Regions from separate parts of the Mus musculus genome. Here regions 1 and 2 are each linked to region 3. Evidence: chromatin contacts called from public ChIA-PET data. All regions are on one chromosome and are shown on one strand. The core of a region is the stretch at or near the end of the contact, and the rest is flanking DNA. Distances in the headings are between cores, read along the strand shown. Region 1 holds the start of Erp44 (endoplasmic reticulum protein 44). Region 2 overlaps Erp44 (endoplasmic reticulum protein 44). Region 3 overlaps Nr4a3 (nuclear receptor subfamily 4, group A, member 3).

Region 1 (2,700 bases), core at 103-2,602, 200 kb before region 3:
TACACTTTAATTTTGTCTCCCTGGGAAAGCCATTCCTCTAGGTGCTGTTGCTAGTTCTTCATCATTTTCTTCTTCTTCTTCTTCTTCTTCTTCTTCTTCTTCTTCTTCTTCTTCTTCTTCTTTCTCCTCCTCCTCCTCTTCCTCCTCCTCCTTCTTCTCCTTTAGCAGAGATGCTCATTTCCTTGTTGTCCCCACCCCAATAAATAATTTTTTATAGAAAGAAATCAAAGCCACTTTGTTAGTGCTTTAAAATGTATCATCATCATTAAATAATTATAAAATAAGCCTGTGCAATAAACACTCTAATTACTGCTATGCAAACGTAGTGGTGCTGAGCTCACACACAGAAAAAAGAAATTCTGCTTAGGAAGAAAGATTTGGTGACTGTGACAGATGTCAGGGGAATCAAATGTCAGAAGTGGTGACACTTGAGATGGCAAGCCAGAAAGAAAAAGGGTAAGGCCACTTCAGGCAGCAGGAAGGCTGAAGCAAAGAACTGGAGTAGGGAGAATCACAAATGAAGAATGCCTCCTAAGTAGTGATGATGTGGCTAACTTTCCAGGCACGTGGATCTAGCTGGATGTTCACAGAAGATTCTGGAAAGCTACCATACACCAAGTTAAAATCCTTTATTACTTGGTTACTTCGTAATTGTACTGTAAGAAGTGGTCACGGCCACTTGGGCACTGCGCTTTACAGTTTACAGCATGCTTTCCCATCCCTGTTCTCTTCGTTTCACGGACCCTCTGAAACAACCCTGGGTAAGTGATTGACCGAAGCCCCAGTGGTGATTCTCCTTATATAACGGAGGAAGTAGCACAGAAAGAAGAGGCAGCAGCTTGGAGGCCAGGGATGGAGGCTCAGGCCACACCTCAGATCAGGCGGGCCAAGAAAACGCAGCAGCAGCCCGGGGCGGTGCTCTCCATCCTACCCGAGCCGCCGATGCTGGACCGCTTCCTACTCACCCCTGACTCCAAGAATGGCGTCCCGGGGCCGCCCCAGGAGGCACAACCCTCACGGGGCCGCCCCTACCGCCAAGCCAGGCCACTGCGCCCACAGGAACAGACCCCAGGACACTAGAGCCCGGGAGCTCTGAAGAAGTAGCCTGGGGCTCCAGGCTGCACAGCCCTCTGGGAATTGTAGTTCCCGTCCCGGAGGCACAGAGGTACGCGGTCCCTTCCAATCCCGAAGAGCCCCGCGCACAGATGGCTTGGCCGTCGTGGGCACAGGGCTTACTGGGAAAGAGAGTCCCAGCTCTCCGATGACATGGTCAATGAAACTACAGTATGGACTACATTTCCCGACGTGCTTCGAGATGGGCAGGACCCGGAAGTGAGGGCGTGAGAGGCCTCTCTGGAAGTTGTCCCGGGTGTTCGCCGCTGGAGCTCCGGGTCGAGAGGACGAGGTGCCGCTGCCGCCGGCCCCGGAGCCCAGCCCTTTTCTAGCCCGGTCCAGTCCCAGCCGCCACCTCCTGACCCCGCCGTCGACCCCGTCGTTACCATGAATCCTGCGGTCTTCCTGTCTTTAGCAGACCTCAGATGCTCCTTGCTGCTCCTGGTGAGTGTATGTCGGGGTGACAAACCCTCCGACTGTGTCCCTGAACGCCTCCCGCCCTCCGCGAGGGGGAACGGTGCAGCCCCCTGCTTGCCTCGACTCTCCTCCGCTGGCGAGGCGTGCACCCCCGGGCACTACCTTCACTTTGGCCGTTCTTTTGGCTCCTTAAGCCTGCGGTCCACAAGGCCTGCGAAAGCACAGTCAGGGCTTGGAACCTGCAAATAGGAGAATTCGCCTTGGGGGGAGTGAGTGATCCGTGGGAGGGAGGTCACCGCTGAGGCCCCTGGAGTTCGTTTCAGTTTTGTGGACGTTGAGGACCTGCTTGGGGCACCAGAATCCTAAGGGACCTAGGGTACACCTAATGTTTTCTCCCACATGGAGGGGCGTTAGAAGCCGACAGGTGTTGGGGTCGTGTGAATCTCTCTCTGGATCCTTGAAACCGGCTGGCAAAGCCCTCTGTTGTGGCTTAATGTGATTGGTTGGAAACCCGGAACTGGAGTCTGGTTTGGTGTCGACTGGGAGAATAGGAATTTGAAAAGGTGGAGGATGTGATTATCTGACAGGCTCTGCTAGAGCCTCCTGCTAGCCTTGTTGCAACCTCTGCACCCTAGAAGCATACATAAATCTTGGTCAGTGCTCTGAACTGGAGAATAACCAGCTCTCCTGCATACCTAGGTGCTTGGTACTTCCCTGCCTGCCCAACACCATCCCATCTTAGAAAAGAATCTTCCCCCAGTTCTTCTTCTGAAGTCTATCTTGAGTATGCAACTTACTTGGCCTCTTCTTAAGGTCAAATTGAGACAAAAACTGAAGGTCTAACTCCATATGTGAACATGAGAGGAATTTAATTGGACCGTAATGACAGCATTTGAGAATACTTGAATTGTGGTAGATTCTTAGAAAGCTAAGATTAGCATCATTGAATATAAATTACTTTCTTCACAGCTTAAGAATAATAATTAACTTGCAAGAAGCTGTGTAGTTGGTTACAGGCGAAACTGAGTCTAGAAATAGATTTCTTAATTTGTAGTGTGTATTCCCCCGTATCACATAAAAAGTTTAATGTCTGCACTTAAAATACTTTTCATTCTCATTATGGCTTGAAAGCCATTTTTTAAAAAGCTATATATAATACTCTGCTTTTTT
Region 2 (2,700 bases), core at 131-2,630, 170 kb before region 3:
TGAAAACATTATTTTTCTTGGGGTAGCTGACACATAACACATCATTATCACAGACAGTGAAAGCAGTACGAGGGCTGTCCAGGCAGGTCCTCCAGGCTCTGTCTGAGATGAATGCTGGTTAGAGTCACTGAGCTTAGTTTTATATCAGCACTTTCAGAATGGCTGAATAAATTCATAATTTTCCTAGTTATTTACAAACTATTTGGAAGTATAAGAATTCTCTGACCAATTTTTAGGCTGGGGAAGTTAATATTTCTATTTTATTGTTCTAATAAATAATGAAGGTCAGAATAGCTAATAATGATTAAATCAATTGATAGATGATTTTCTAAAAACAGGTAGAGCCAACTTTATTACTGTTTTAGACTGCTTTATTTTTTTATGGAATTGTTAATTTTACATTTTTAAATTTTCAGGTAACTTCAATTTTTACACCTATAACAGCTGAAATAGCAAGTCTTGATTCAGAGAATATAGATGAAATTTTAAGTAAGTATCTTGATTTTTTTTTAAAGTATGTTTTCTTCTCTATAAATAAATTATAAATAAAATTTCAATTATCTATAGTAGATAACAAGCTGAGATTCTGGCTCATTTCACTGATTGTATAAAAGTACTTTAGGTTTTGATTATTAGTAAAATTTCTTAAAGTGTGTCCTTCTTTCCTGTTTTGTAAGACATCTAACTTGTTTGTCTTGTTGTAGATAGCATTTCTGACAGTGCATGAGGTGTCTCATAAGGCCTGCAGTTGTCACTTTACACTCTGAATATTAAGAGCCATAGAGAAGAGCCAAGAATTTCTTTCTTTCATTTTAATTAAATGACTTATTCACCCATCTTTTTAATAACATCCAGTTAAGTTCAGTAATTGTTATACTGACTATATTATTTACTGATACTGTAATTATAGATAGAATTAACTTGGGGGATATTCTGATTTTTACAGATACTAAAGAAAAGGTCAAGGCATGGTTGATATGGTGGGTGATTACAATATAGGAGATTTTAAAATGTCTGCAGTGTCCATAAATCGTCCTTCTTTAAAAAAAAAACAAAAACCAAAAAACTAAAACCAAAAATGCCATGTCACTGGTTTGCATATGACCAAACCCAAAAGTATTTGAGATGAAGAGGAAATAAAATTACCTACATTGGTTTATGTTTGTGGAGCTTTAACTGTCAAAAGACGCTATTGCCACCTCATGAGCTCTCTAGAGCAGCATCTATATACCAGGTCTTATTACTCTCCGTGCTGCTTGGGCAGCTCCAGTTCCTGGCAGAAGCTGCTGGACCGCACCTAATTTACATTTCTGTGAGTTCCTGTGTGATGGTGGAACTTCTGGTCCAGAAACCAGTTTGTGAGTCACAGCTTGAGTGAACATGCAAGTGAACCAAAAATGTGAGAGGAAAAGGGGAAGGAGCCTGGAGTATGCACTTTTCTCATCCCTGTCACCGTCCAGATTCTGAAACATCTTTGTGTATTGTTTTCATGAGTTCTGAAAGAGGTTGTTGTTGTTGTTGTTATTAAATTTATTTATCATTTTACAACCCAGTATCAGTCCTTCCTCTCCTAGTACCCCCTCATGCAAGTCCCCTTAGAAGGAGAAGTCCCTCTCTGGGTGTCAACCCCCCCCCCCCCCCCGGCCTCCTCTCCCCATATATACACACATCAAGTCACAGAAGGACTAGGCACATCCTCTCCCACTGATGTCAGAAAAGGTTGTTCTTTTAGAGGTGTGGGATCCACAGGCAGGCAACAGGTTCAGGGACAGCCCCTGCTCCACTTGTTTGGGGGACCTGAATGACAACTAAGCTGCTCATCTGCTACATATGTTCAGGGGACCTCGGTCCAGCCCGTGCCCACTCTTTGGTTGGTGATTCAGTGTCGGGGAGTCCCTGTTCTCTTCAGGTCCCTCAGTTTTTCTCCCAAGCTCTATCAACTGTTTGGGTGTGTCTCTGCATCTCTTTCCATTGTGGAGCCTCTCAGAGGACAGTTATGCTAGGTTCCTGTCTGCAAGCATAACAAACAGAATTTCTATTATTAATAGTTTCAGGGATTGGTTCTTGCCCATGGAATGGGTCTCAATTTCAGGCAGTCACTGGTTGGCCATTTAAGTTTTTCTGAGTTGGGTTTAATCAAAAGAAGCAATAGTGTGTCTTTCTCGAGTCCTTACGTCCAAAGATTCAAATAATGGTGAGATTTTGTGTGACAGAGTATTATTAAGTAGGTAGGAACTAGGAAAAGTGGATTTTATAATGCAGCAAGGTAGATGTCTGAGAATGAGACATAGGTAATTGATCAGATCTCTTCAGTGAAGAATTCACCTTGCAGAACTGGTTCCCAGTTACTATGTGTATGAAATATTTAAAAATGGATTATTAAGTAAGCTCCAGGCGATCCTCCTTTACGAGGATGGATTGCTGAGTTTACATTGCGACCCAGGACGGGGTAGAGAAAGGGTTAAGTTATATATAAGCCAACCTTTCTGTATGGCTTTCTGGATGAGTGGTAGCTATTATCTCAAAGCTTTAACTGACTGTTTATAAATGGAAAATATCATGATAAAAATTGTATTTTTAAGTATGTCAATATAGACACAAATAACTTTGTTTTTGTTTTTAAATTTCAGATAATGCTGATGTTGCTTTAGTAAATTTTTATGCTGACTGGTAAGTAATCTTGTTTTAGTTTGGGGGTGG
Region 3 (2,700 bases), core at 59-2,558:
AAAGAATGAGCTGGGAGCCCTTAAGAAGCTCCGGTACTAAAGAACTTTCCAAACTCCCAGACTTCCCAGGCAGAAGCCCCCCTCTTCGTGCCTCTCAGCTCTGTCAGTTGTGAGCTGGGTGACTTTGGGGCGTTTCCACACTTGTGAAAGAGGGCTAAAAATGCCAGTTGCTTTTTGTCTTGCTCTGAGAATGAAATGATCTTTACATAGCAAGTACTTGGAATAATGTCAGGTACTTGGAATATAGTAGACACTTAATAAATACTTGCAAATACGCTGTTTTTAAAACTCCATTCATTACCTTTCGTGCCAGCCATGGCTCTGAGTTCATCTGCTAATGGTACAGAAATCTCCCTTCTCCCAAACTCATAATAACCTCTGGGGATTCCTTCCCTGGGGTCCTATTCCAGAATCTTTAGTTACTCTCTGTGTGGTGTTCCTTGCATCTGTGTTTTCTCAATGAGAATTTCCTCTGGACAAGATCTCTAATATCTGCTGCCTGCGTTGTTTTAATTGCTTTTGACTGGCTTCCTTGCTGTGATCCATCCCAGGTACTTCCAGATTTATTAAGCAACACTAAAACCACATATGTGAAACTCTTGGCATAGTGCCAGGTACGGTCTAAAAAAATATTAGCTATCATTAATGTTAAAGAGTCCTAATTGACAATAGGTTCCGTTGTTCCTCAAGAGTGGCTCGCATCCCAGAGGAGTCAACAAAGCCCAGGAACCTCTGAGAAACGCACAACCGTAGGCCCTGCTCCAGGCCCACACAACTAGCATATGTAACTTAACCCTATGTCCAATGCTCTGTATGCCGGGTGGAGAAGCTCAGCCCTAGGGAGTCCTTGCCCTCAAAGCTGCTGGGCAGCATCTCTATCCTATGTTCACCTCATCTCGGTAAACCCCGTTTCCCAAGGCATCTTATTTTACTGCCTATGAGAGCCCTCTCCCAAAGAAGCTTGTTCCCACGTCAATGTTCGATGCTGGTTTCTTACATTGAGCTAACGTTTGCTATTTCACAGTTCACACTTCTGCCTCTTGGTTGATAAGAGAAGCCCCAGGATCTCCTCCTCAGAGCAGAAGGCAGTGCATAGAGACAGGGACGGATAGCATTCAACAGTAGCCCATCCCCCCAAGCCAGCTTTCTTGAGCAGGTCTTGGGCCACTGGCCAACTTTGAGATGATGACACAGTTCTAGCCAAGGAGGAAGAAAAAAAAATGGGGCTGTTCCGGAGACAGCAAACATGTAACAGGACTTCCTGCTCTGAGCCCCTCCTCTGTCTCTAGGAAGTCACACTGCTGCCACTTATTGAACCATGTGTCCTCTGCCAACTGCTGGCCAGCCCCAGAACCCACACTGGTCAGGGAGCCACAAGTTAGGTCGAGGTGCACAAAGCTGTCTTTTCTGTCTGTCTTTCTAAGACTATGGACTCCTTAAAGGGAAGGGACTCTGCGCCTGGCATGTGGCAGAGCGCCACAGACACCGACTGAATTAATCTAAGTGAAATTAGGCATCTCTCAGGGAGTCAGGCTATTTTCTAATAACAATGGTGGGCTAAAAATTATTTAGATTTTCCTAATTTGAGAGACTTGCTGATATTTGATATTTACAACACACGTGTTCGGTGAATACGGGTCATGCACCAGACAGCAGGATTTAGACTTTTGTTTGGGCCCCCAAAGTATATCCCAAGTGTGGCCATGTGAAGACCTGAACTCAGACCTTTAATCTCCACATCCATACTTGCCCTTGCCACATGGCTGATAGCTCTATTTGATGGAAAAATCAGAATGGCCAGATATTTAAAGCAAGCAGACATGCTCTGGAGCGACAGGGTGAGGGATCAGCCAAGTGCTGATCTCACACTGCCCCTAGATCTGCCTTTCTTCCATCTTAGAGGTCATGTTCCAAGAAGACCAGGAAAAATAGATAGAAGAGAAAGAACTCATTGTTCTACCTTGAATCTATAAAACAACACCTTGGGAAATTAAAAAAAAAACAAAAAACAAAACTCCACTTGGGCATCAAAATTTCTTCTGCTATTGGCTCCAAAGGACCCTTTAGAACATATTCCCCTATCGATCACTGGATAGGAAATTCATGCTTATACCCCAAGGTTATAGTTCATAGTAACAAGGCAAATATCCCAATGAGTCAGTTGTTTCACTGAAAAGCCTTTACATTTTCCCAGAGCCCAGAGACTGTGTGCAAGCTGGTGCCCCGGGAGGTGGCAACACTATCTTCCAGAGTAGATTCCTGCCTCTGCTCTCACGTTTGCTTCAGAACAGGAAGTCGTTCAGAATCATTGCTTGGACTCCTTGAAATGCTCTCCTCTTTCCGCTCTGGTCATGTATATGATTAAATCCATGAAGAAAGCACTTTGACTGTCCATGATTTCCCCACAACTGTGCTGGGCTGTTTTATGGTCATGCCCTGGATCTCTGGTTTCCCTGGTTTAGAGTGACCTTTTCATCGAAATGCTACTGCGTTAGGAAGTTATTCATGACCAGCACATTGAGTGTTCTTAATTCCCCATAACGTACCGTTTACCCAGACTTCCTCTTCACTGAACCTATCCCTTCAGAAACCTAAACATTGCCAGACATAGTGGCTTCTGCCTCTAAACCTAGAACTCTGGAGGCAGAGGCAGACAGATCTGTGAGTTCCAGGCCAGCCTGATCTACAGAGTTCAGGCAC

What was found. ChIA-PET counts read pairs in DNA pulled down with a chosen protein or histone mark.
Region 1: a contact with region 3 is called in an RNA polymerase II ChIA-PET map of memory CD8 T cells, with 47 read pairs. The contact joins the promoter of Erp44 here to the enhancer-like site in region 3. A contact is called at or near these places in 2 of 39 promoter capture datasets (hippocampal neurons and pre-B cells), 1 of 484 Hi-C or Micro-C datasets (natural killer cells), 3 of 115 datasets of contacts at active chromatin or transcription factors (bone marrow-derived macrophages, effector CD8 T cells and memory CD8 T cells) and 2 of 9 other capture datasets (adipose tissue and liver).
Region 2: an RNA polymerase II ChIA-PET map of memory CD8 T cells shows a contact between it and region 3, with 9 read pairs. The contact joins two enhancer-like sites. A contact is called at or near these places in 1 of 484 Hi-C or Micro-C datasets (nephron progenitors), 1 of 115 datasets of contacts at active chromatin or transcription factors (memory CD8 T cells) and 1 of 9 other capture datasets (adipose tissue).

What each region holds. Positions count from the first base shown.
Region 1 is chr4:48,278,241-48,280,940 of GRCm38.p6, reverse strand. Erp44 (endoplasmic reticulum protein 44) reads left to right here and starts at 1,352. Exons shown (of 12, transcript NM_029572.3): 1 at 1,352-1,557. The coding sequence starts at 1,501. It overlaps Invs (inversin), which reads right to left and starts at 1,181. Exons shown (of 17, transcript NM_010569.4): 1 at 966-1,181.
Region 2 is chr4:48,241,266-48,243,965 of GRCm38.p6, reverse strand. It overlaps Erp44 (endoplasmic reticulum protein 44), which reads left to right. Exons shown (of 12, transcript NM_029572.3): 2 at 417-489; 3 at 2,631-2,670. Among named protein-coding and RNA genes, the nearest start is that of Mir1958, 29 kb to the right of the region's middle. Within about 2 kb of position 1,380, at least 21 of the 459 cell types and tissues checked have an H3K27ac peak or open chromatin away from gene starts, as enhancers often do. A contact at or near this core is called in memory CD8 T cells, where this site is marked.
Region 3 is chr4:48,075,404-48,078,103 of GRCm38.p6, reverse strand. The region is part of intron 7 of Nr4a3 (nuclear receptor subfamily 4, group A, member 3); the gene reads right to left. Among named protein-coding and RNA genes, the nearest start is that of Nr4a3, 31 kb to the right of the region's middle. Within about 2 kb of position 1,308, at least 36 of the 459 cell types and tissues checked have an H3K27ac peak or open chromatin away from gene starts, as enhancers often do. A contact at or near this core is called in effector CD8 T cells, memory CD8 T cells, natural killer cells and 1 more, where this site is marked.